Regions from separate parts of the Callithrix jacchus genome. Here region 1 is linked to region 2. The links are chromatin contacts, called in public Hi-C maps. All regions are on one chromosome and are shown on one strand. The core of a region is the stretch at or near the end of the contact, and the rest is flanking DNA. Distances in the headings are between cores, read along the strand shown.

Region 1 (5,094 bases), core at 1,891-4,390, 150 kb after region 2:
CTTTCTTTGAGGGTGTCCCCTCAAATAAAGAGGCCCAATCCCCCACCCCCTACAAAAAAAGCCAGAAAGGAATGGAGATGCCTCCCCAGAAATTCAGATTCTACTGGACATTTTGACAGCCCTCTCGGAACAGGCAGGCAGGCCAGTGTTGCTAGAGTCAGTCCCCTGGCTCCCAGCATTCCCCCAGGCCAGCCCCAGAGCTGGGAACCTGCTGAAGCCCCTCCTATCTGAGCCCCTGGGGTCCCCCCACTAGACTGCATGTACACAACCAAGGAGACCCTGCAGGCTGGCCTGGGACTCAGGACTCACAGCCCTTCAGGGTGACACAGGGCAGTGTCAGGCCTCAGGCGGCCCCTGGCAGAGTGAGCAGCTTTGTGGCAGTGTGGTGTGTCATCGAGGGGAGCCCTCCAGATTTGCTCCTGGGCACACAGCCCTCTGTGTCCAGGGGTCTCCCAGGGTGATGTCTAAAGTCCCTGGCAGGTGTGGTCCTGGAGAGAGGCCCACCCCGCAGTACAACCTGAAGACATGTGAGTAGGAGCCACCGGTAGGTGGCACCGCCCCTGAGAGTGCACGAGAGGAGGGTGGGCACTGGAAGCCAGCCTAGGGGTGGCACCCGCACCCCCACCACGTAAGTCTCAGCCCTTTCTTTTCTCTCCGTGGACACCGAGGCAGCGGTGCCGGCCTGCAGGATGGGCAGAAGGGAAGGCGCTGGCCAGCCCCACCCTTGGAGAGAACACAGCCACGGGCAGTGAGTCCAGCTCGCGCCCACGGCCCTCACATGTCCACGAAGACCATGAAGCACCAGCCGAGGCCCCCCACCAGCAGCATGGTGACGTGGATGCCATAGATGAGCAGCTCGTTCACCAGACGGAAGTCCACACGCCGGCGGCCCAGCAGCAACAGCAGCACCGACAGCTTGCGCTGGAAGCGCAACAGGACGCGCACGCCCAGGTACTGCAAGCAGAAGAGGGCGGCCAGCGCGCCCCAGAGCGCCGCGGTGAACAGACTGCAGCTGAAGTAGAGCAGGAAGCGGATGAAGCCGTACAGCCAGCGCGTCTTGATGTACACGTCGAAGTTGTTGTACTTGGTGCGGGCCAAGTGAGAGGCGCGCACGGGCCCGCAGGCCGCATGCAGGCAGGTGGTATGCGGGCCGTGGAAGGAGCGCACCCGCCGCGGGATGGGCATGACCGGCATTGGGCCCTGGCGGTGGCGTCCAGGCGCGGTCAGCGTAGGGGTCATGGGCGCCTAGGCCTGGGAGCCCGCAGCTGAGCCTCAGGGGAGGCGTCGGCCTGTGGGGAGAACCACGAAACCCAGGTCAGTGTGAGGACGCCATGCGGATCCCTCCCTAGGCACCAGCGGGTTAAGGCAGACACAAACTCCGGTGCCTGGACTTAAGGAAAACAGAGTCCTGTGCGGGATCTGTGGGCACTCCTGGGCTTACTCTTTTCTCAAACCCTCCCAAGGATACTTCCAAGGGGCCCACCACCTTCGAATGCCAAAGTGTTTGCTCTAGGCCTTCGGGGTAGTGGCGGGGGCGGCGGTGATCAATGCCAAGACGGACAGGAAGGGGCCGGCGTGGCTCTTTCCCACGGGATCCTAGCAGCCCCCTACTCGCTGGACCACCCAGAGTGCTGGGATTACAGGTGTGAGCCACCGCGCCTGGCCCCACCCTCTGCTCTTATGCAGTTTGCCTGTTACCACCCTGGCCTTCCGAGGCTGCCTGACCCAGGGCTGACAATATCCTTGAATGGCACCTGCAAGAAGCCAAGGGGCTGGGAAAAGAGACAGGTAAACTGAGAACGAGCCCGGGGGGGGGGGGGCGGGTGCGGGGCAGCTGCCTCCAGCAACCTGACAGGTGCCGGGGGCCAAATGGACGGCTGGGGGGCCCTGGGGTCACCCTGCCGGGCCTGAGCCCCAGCACTGTCCTTCCCTAGCAGTGACCTTGGGCAGGTCACCAGACCCCAAGACGGCTCCTGCTTGTCCTGTGGGAGGGAAGGGGCTGGGCAGCGGCCCTACAGACCCTGCTGCAAAGAGTGCACGTGGCATTTGGCTCCAGCTTCACCTAGTAAGTGCCGTTTAGAGCTCGCCTAAATAATCCGTGGAGCGGAATGAACTCAAAGGTCAGGACGTATCAAATCAGAGAAGGAAAGTTGGTAACAGAACAGGGGACTGTAGCCAAGAGCCTTGCCGCCCGCCGTCAGGCAGTTTCAGCCTGGGGCTCCGCCGTGGAGACCGGGCCAGGGCGGAAGTCGGGGGGCCGAGGCCGCCTGACCCTCCCGCGCCGCAGGGCCGGGTTCCTTCACGCGGTGCCGGGACCAGAGCAACCCTGTTTAAGGCCAACCTCGGCCTGTAGCTGGCTGCGGCCGGAACCCCAGCCATGGCGGCGCCCCTCAAGCATGGCTCGGCGGGGCTGTGTCCTCCCCGTCGGCTCTCGCGGTCCGCAGCTCCGCTTGGGTCCCCATCTTTCCGCAGACGCCCGCTAGGCCCGTGGCCGGGCCAGAACCGTTTCCTCGGGGCCGCAGGGACGCGACGGGCCCCAGGCTCGGCCCACCCCTCGTGAGCACCCGGCCTACGTCGCGTCGGGCCCCGCCGCTGCAGAGCCCCTGCCGGATCCACTTCCGGGTCCCGCGCCGCGCGTTGCCTTGGAGGCGGCCCCGCCGAGGCCGGGTTCCCGCCCGCCGCTCACCCGGTGCCCGCTCCGCGGAGGCGCCGGCGTCCCGGACTTCGGGGCCGGCCGGCGGTGCTGGGGGCCGGGCCTGCGGGTGCCCCTGTCTCTCGGGGCTCCGTGCGCAGGGCGGCCGCATGGTGCCGGGGCGTGCAGCTGGGGAGCCGGCGGGGCGGCTGCGGGGGTGGCTCACACGTCCCGGGCTGAGGTCGCCCGGCAGAGGAAGGGGCGCTCGGGCGCAGCCGCCGGAGGCGCTTGGCCCAGCGTGGGAGCCGTAGCGCCTTCCCTCGACGGCCACCGTAGGGCGCCCTCACGCCCCCTCCACCCGCGCCGACCGAGCCGCGCCTCCCTTCCCCCTGCTCCGGGCCGCGCAGGGCGTCCGGGACTCGACGCTTCGCGAGGGCGTGCGCCCGTGCGTGCGCGCACACACCGTGAGCAGTCCGTAGCGTCCTCGCCGCGCCTGATCCTGCGCAGACGCAGATAGCTGGCCTGCGCGTGCCGGTCCTGGGCAGCGCCTCCGCCCATGCGCCGCCGCACCCGGAGGCAGGTCAGTGCGCACGCGCGCTCCCGCGGAGTCGTCCTCTGGTTCCACAAGAGGGTTTGACCCGGGTCGTGGCCCCCTCCTGCGGTGTCTGCGACCCGGCGCGCTGCTGCCTGGCTCTGGGGTGGGGCCGGGCCCCCGGGGAAGCCGCCTTGTAGGCGGGGCTGGACGGCTCAGGGCCCGGGAGCACGTCTGGTCCGCGCAGGGCCGTGTGCGGAGGCGTCCTGCGCTGCCCTGACCTGGGGCTGGGAGGACTGGGCGACGGCGGGAATGACGGCGCCCCCAGGCTCCAGGAGGGCCCGGAGGGGTAGGGGCCGCCGACGCCGCGCGGACTCGGGCGACAGGGAGCCGAAGTGGGAGACGGCCCCGGAGAGCGAGCAGGCCCTGCAGCCGCCCCAGGGCCCCCCAGTGAAGGAAGGGCACCTGCGATATTGTCACTGCGCCTCGTCCGTACAAGCTGGTGGGTATCCTGGGGGTTTCCCAGCAAGGAGTGTATTGGGGAGCGTTCCTGGGTGTGGCTGTTGGGTGGGAGGGGAAAGGGAAATCAGGGTCAGCAGCTCCCGGGGCGACCGGAAAGTGGGTGGCCCCTCAGATTCGTGGCACTAGAACAAGGGGCTGGGCCCCCCTGCCCACCAGGCCCGTCATTGGCCGCAGGCCTCCAGGGCCCACGTCCCCGCCGCGGGAGAGAGAGCCGCCTTTACCCGGACATCTGGACCAGCAAAGGCCACCAGGAGGTATCACAGCAAAAAGGCCAAGAACCTTTTTCTTTACCGATGGCTTGAGGCAAATATTCCAGAAGAAACAGGTGTCGGGGGAAGGTTGGCTTACGCCTGTCATTCCACTGCTTGGGGAGGCCAAGGCAGGGGCATCACTTGCGCCCGGAAGTTTGAGACCAGCCTGGGCAACATAGTCTCTACAAAAAAATTAAAATCAATAAATAAACAGGTCTCCTTTCTTTCTCGATAACCCCGTTGCTGGTTCACTTCTCTCCCTCCCCAGATGTGAGGCGGGTCCACATGTTTAACCATTGAGATAAGGCTCACACCATCATTCCAGCCTCAGATCTCTTGTGCCGAGAGTTCCAGACCAGCCTGTGTGGCATGGCTGGCAACATGGCCTCCACAAAAATAAATACAGCAAAAAATTGTAAAATAAAAACATTGAGATGAGAAAAAGCATCTTGATGCCTGCCTTCGTTTTTTTTTTTTTGTTTTCTGTTTTAAAGACCACTAGAGACAAACAGGAGAATTCTCCCCTTCCATTGTCCCAGGTGGCTCCTGCTGGGACACCGGCACTGGGAGATGGCACCCGTGGCCAGGAAGAGGGTGGTGTGTAAACCAAGTGGTCACCTGTCACTCTGGGCTGCTCTTATGCTGGTGAGGGTGGTCGCGTGTCCGTGGGTCAGGGTTCACACCTGGCCCATTTGGTGGCTGTGTCACGGTAGCAGCAGAGCCACAGCCCCCTCCTGGCTGTGGGTTTCCCTCGCCCTCCCTGCCTTGCAGTCCCCTGTCTCCAACTCTGGATTAGACGGCCCTGCTTCCCACTGTGCAGCCGTCCAGAGAAGCACGGCACGTGTGCCTGCGCTTTCGAGCCAGACATCCACCTGCAGTGCTGTCCTGCTCTGGGGACCACGACCCAGGGACAGCAGAGCCCCCACCCTTGAGGCACCTGCCATCTTGTGACAGGGACGGGCCGAGGGGCAATTGACTGGAAAGGGTGGCAAGTGTCACGTCAGACATGGTGTTCATACAGGGGATGTCCCAGGACTTCTGGGCCAGAACTCCCTCCAGTGGGTCAGCATCGTCCCAAGCCAAAGGCCAAGGAGGTCCCTTGGCGGGTGTGGCCATCAGAACGAGCTGCTAATGAGGAGACCTGTAAGGGAGCAGCC
Region 2 (5,162 bases), core at 2,444-4,943:
CCCATGGGTCAGGAGCGTGGCCCAGCCTGGAGAGGGGCCGGGGCACCATCCCAGGACAGGCCGTCCTCGGACGTCTCAGGTGGCCAGGCAGATCTGCTGGCAGCTGGCTTTCCACCTCCCTCTGCTGCCACAGGGGCTCAGAAACACCCAGCACACACAACACAATTGCTTGCCGGAAAAGAAAATCTAAGCGCACACGTCACCTCTCAACACAGGCATTTTAGGAGTAACTGAATTTTCTGTTACTCTCAAGACAGAAAACAGTTTTGCAAAAGGGATTATGGCATCATTCAGAGGCTATCATCCCTTCACACAAAGCTGGCAAGGCCAAGGGGACATGAGGGTGACCAGCTACTGGCAAGACCGCTCCTGCCATTTACAACAGGGCGGACAATCCCTCAACTGCCTCTGAGTTTGACAATGGTCCTGCTCCCTGACATACTGGGGTGCTCGCTGGATCATCTGTCCAGTTCAGAATACAGACTACAGAATGCAATTTTCCAAAATCACTCTCATACTGATTTCTGAAAATACGGTATGCTACGTGCCCCCAGCAGCAATACGACTAAGTCACTCTGTTTCTTTGTTCTTGGCAGAAGCTGGGGTACAGCGGCAAAAGAACCCCAACGCAGGCTGCTAGGGCAGGAGGCTCCCACACCCCACCCCACTACATCCCGCTCCTTCCCGGAAGAACGGTGCCTTCATTTCTGCTTGTACCTAACACAATCTGTCATTTGAAGACCCGTCTGCATGTGATCTAGGAAAGCAAAAATTTAACAGCCATACTAGCAAGTATTGTATTCTATTTTGGCAATTTCATGAAAAAAATTTTTTGTTTTTTGAGACAGAGTCTTACTATCACCCAGGCTGGAGTGCAATGGTGCAATCTCCGCTCATTGCAACCTCCCCTTCGCAGGTTCAAGTGATTCTCGTGCCTCAGCCTCCCAAGTAGCTGGGATTACAGGAGCCCGCCAGCACACCCAGCTAATTTTTGCATTTTTAGTAGAGACGGGGGTTTCACCATCTTGGCCAGGCTGGAATTTCACGAATGTTTATGACACACACCGAAACCTCTACTGCACCACAGGTTTAATTTTCTTACTCATTAGCCACCTGTTGTACAAGATGGGTTATCCTGCCCCCCTTCTCCACGCAAGGGCAATGGAAGCTAGAGTCCATCACAGTGATCCCGATTTGCACTAAACAGTACAGGGAAAGGTGACAGCAAGAGTTGTGATCATAAACCCTCCTTTCAGCAGGCACAGTCAGGAGCACAGAGGCGGGAGCCGACGCCATTCCCCTCCAGGTAGAGAGGAGAGAGGAGGGACAAAATCATGCGGGCATCGGCACGAACTGAGGAGGAATGCAGCTAAGACAGACACCAGGCCTCCCTGCCTGCAGCAGGATGACATCCAGGGACCGGCTTCCAGAGAGACATTCAAAGACACAACTTGAGGATCCTCTTTTCTGACTAATGCATTCCGGCCCCACCTGCAGTGCATGCTGGGATGTGGTGGTGGGGAGCCTTTCTGATGCTCAGCTCTGGAGTCCTGTCATTTATGTTGGCTCCTGTGGTGTGAAAACCCTCCACGCCTGTGGACACCGCAGAGTGGAATACAATCTCAACTTAAAGTAGGATCATGACGAAAAACCCCAAATGGTACATCTCAACACCAAATGCAGTAACAAGTACCAGGAACAGAACAGTTAGCGTCATAACGGAACTGGCTGCCTCACTGGCCCCAAGTGCTCCTGAATTCATGAGTATCTGTGGATCAAACAGTTGTCATTTCCCATTCCCTTTCATAAAAGAATGTCATGATGGCCATGTACATCGTACCCTGAGTGAGTCAGATGAATGCTGCACCAACGCAGGTGACATCCCACGTCCACGCAGTGGACATTTTTGTGTATTCCACTAACCCACAGTTTGTTTTGGGGCTACTCTGAGCCTGGTCCTGGACTTGGGGATATCAACCAAGCCCCCAAGGAGCTTCTGGACTGGCTCAGGGAGGACACAGCACCTTGGAGAAGATTTTTAAAAACACATGCGCTAGACAAGCAACAACGCCTGGTCCAACCGCCTGGATGCCCATGGAGGTCCCGGCGCTTGAGCTTAGTGCTGTCCCAAAGGAAAACCACACAGACTGGGCCGGAAGAAAAACAAGAAAGCAGCCAAAACATACCTGCCCTTGAGCGTGGGAGGCGCGGCCGCTCCTTGGTGTGAACCCTGAGGCCAACACCTCTCAGTTGCTCACAGCCACTGTTCCAGAAGGGGGCTTGCCAAGCCTGCCTCCAACAGTTCCAGAACCCCACAGAGCCACGCTCACCAAAGCAACGCGAAAGTCCTCCATGTGAGCGGTTGCCATGGTAAGAAGTGAAGCTTATCCTGAGAGGCCACAGTTAGCTAACGTCTAACGCAGCCAATCTGTCAACGCATAGATATGTAACTTATCGCACGGAGCCAGCACTAGAAACCTGCCCCCTCCTTCAACCTAAATTCTGCCAACCCTCAGATCATGTCAAATAGAGACAGGAGGCCAGTCTGACACACGGACAGGCTTCTTAGCTGACCTCAGTCCTTTAGAGACTTGAGAACTAGTTCCCAAAATCAGCAACGTAAGGAACTAAATACACAGGATAGTTCAGCTGAATAAACTCTAAGAAGTGTCTCAGTGAGGAGACCCTTTTCCTGGACCTTCCCTCTTGACCAATTTTACCTCTGCAGAAAAGCAGGGCGCAGAGCCTTGTCCCGCAGCGGCACTATTTCAGTGACTCCAGCTAAGAGGCACAGTGGCCGCAGCCAAGGCCGGCTGCGCCAGCCAGGAAAAGCGCTCCAAGCAGCCGGCTCTGCGGGAAAGGGGAAGAGGAGAGGAGAAGGGGCCTCTTAATGAAGGGGCCTGCGTTATTTCTCAGCTCTCAGAGGAGCTGCTGAAAAAAAACTCACACCCAACAGCAAAAAGGCACAACGGCTGGAAAATCCTGAAGCCCTGCTCCCGTCGGCGACTTCACTCTCCAGGCCTCAGTTTCCCAATCTGTCCCTACCTCCCTGCAGAGCTACAGAGTTAACTGAGAGGCTGGCGTGCAGAGGGCTCGGCCGGGCGGCTGGCACCGGGCCAGTGCTTAGTGACTGGTGCCCGCCGGCCGGCCAGGCCCGGGGACGAGCGTCCAGAGGTGTGGGATCCGGAAGAGGGAGAGCTGGGCAAACGGGCAGGAGGCGATGCCTCCACACCCGGGGAAGAGGGCCTGGGAGCTGCGGACTGGGCGTCGGACCCCGGGTCGGGGACTGGGGTGGGGTCCGCAGTCTGAGGGGTCCGGAGCGAGTGCTGGCGGCGGGGGAGGGCCCCGGCCGGGCGCGGCCTTACGTGCTTCAGGCAGCGCTCCTTAAGCTTCTCCACCGAGGTGTCCTCGGTGGCCTCCTCCTGCCACTCGGCGCCGTCGGCCGCGCAGATGTGCAGCCGCAGCACCTTGCCCGCGAAGATCTTCTCCTCCTGCACGAACATCGCGCCGCCACCGCAGGGGCCTGCGGCCGCCGCCCGAGCCCCTGAAGGTCACCGGGTGGGCGGGCGGGGCGGGGGCGGGGCCAGGCCGCCCGCGCGCTCCTTGGCTGGGCCGCCGCCGCCCCGCCCCGGCTCCCGTCGGCCGGGACGCAGTCACTCGCCTCGGTCCCAGCGGTCGCCTCGCTCCAGCCGCCGCAGCCGCCGGGGGCGCGCTGTCGCCGCCGACGCCGCACCGGATGTGCGTCACGGGCGCGTGCCTGGCGCATGCCGGGAGATGTGGTTCTCTGGCAGGCGCCTCTCTCCCTCCCCTGGGGGCGCGCTGTGGCCACCGCAAAGGAAGTGCGTCACGGGGCGCGCCCGGAACATGCCGGGAGTTGTAGTTCTCTGGCCGCTTGGTTCCTCCCGCACCTGCAGGAGCTTCCCACCTGGAACACTAACCACGTGGGACCGCATGGACTCTAAAGGTAAAATACACCCTAGATCCCAAAGAAGTAAAGGTAAAAAAGAATGTAAGATATCTCGGTAATTTTTTCATATTGATTACATGTCGAAATAATATTTTGGATCTATTAAGTAAAAAAAGTCATTAAAATTAATTTCACCTGTTTCTTTTAACCTATTTAAGACAGAAAGTTTTAAATTGCCTACATGGCTGCTGTGATGTTTCTTTTGGACTCCACTGCTGTAGAACGGAGGCTTCCAAAGAACTTGGCTTTAACAAGTCTAGGTCTCTCTGATACACATGCAGGTCAGAGAGCCACTGTTCCCGCGAAGCCTAGGTTTTTGGAGCACCCAGAGGGGAGGGAAGCCGCTCTGTAGTGCAGGTGATGCCAGGAGGGCTCATTTTCTGTGGAGTGTGACAAAGAATCTTCGCTTGGCGAAACTTAGGCAGAACCTTCTAGACCATCTGCGCACTTGCTTGTAAAATCCAGTTTTAGCAAAGACCCTTGATAAGTGAGTTTAGCAAGAACCTCGATGTCTGATCAGGTTCCTCGTCCTCCACCATCTCCCGGGTGATCACTCCAGAGTCTGATCACTCCAGCCTCTCAGCAAGAACCCTGTCAGGTCGGTTTAGCCAGCACCACCCTCATCCCTGCTGTTTTCTCCTATTAATCTTCCATTCACTGACCCCACACTGCTCCTTGGCTATACATTTCCACTTGCCCTTGTGGTATTCAGAGTTGAGCCTGATCTCTGCCCCCCCTGCAACCCCCCATGGCAATGATCTCAGTACCTGTCTCAACAGTCCCGAATAGCATATCTTTCTTACCCTGTTTCTAAATATGTATTTTTCAGTTCAGGTTAGACGACGAGCATTGACTGATCTGTACTCATTCACCCCATTCATTTATAAAACCTTTACTTCGCAGAGACGAATAAGGCACGTTTCCCGTTCTCAGAGGTCAACAGTCTAACTGCGGAGGCATCTCTGACTCTTGACTGCAGGCTTCTATGCTCTCCACACCATTCTGCACACATGTCCTCACTTTTCTCCTGTGATAATTTCAGCCTTGTCCAGATTCCATGTGTCCAGCTCAGCACTTACTAATTGCCTGCCATGAGTGGGAGCCTCTGCTACTCAGTGAAAATATGGTAGTGATTAAGATCAGAGACCAGGATACAGTCCTGGAATGGGGCATTTTTAACACAGGGAGCAGAGAC

What was found. Hi-C and Micro-C count contacts between places; a contact is called where the count stands out from the background.
Region 1: a Hi-C map of skeletal muscle shows a contact between it and region 2, with 4 times the contacts expected there. The contact joins the promoter of TMEM250 here to the promoter of UBAC1 in region 2. A contact is called at or near these places in 3 of 3 Hi-C or Micro-C datasets (induced pluripotent stem cells and skeletal muscle).

What each region holds. Positions count from the first base shown.
Region 1 is chr1:184,606,704-184,611,797 of calJac240_pri, forward strand. TMEM250 (transmembrane protein 250) reads right to left here and starts at 3,141. Exons shown (of 2, transcript XM_078331568.1): 1 at 3,096-3,141; 2 at 1-1,289. The coding sequence starts at 1,239. The coding sequence ends at 775. It overlaps LOC144576988, which reads left to right and starts at 3,216. Exons shown (of 7, transcript XR_013520037.1): 1 at 3,216-3,666; 2 at 3,843-3,940.
Region 2 is chr1:184,457,488-184,462,649 of calJac240_pri, forward strand. UBAC1 (UBA domain containing 1) reads right to left here and starts at 3,694. Exons shown (of 10, transcript XM_035262702.2): 1 at 3,366-3,694. The coding sequence starts at 3,503.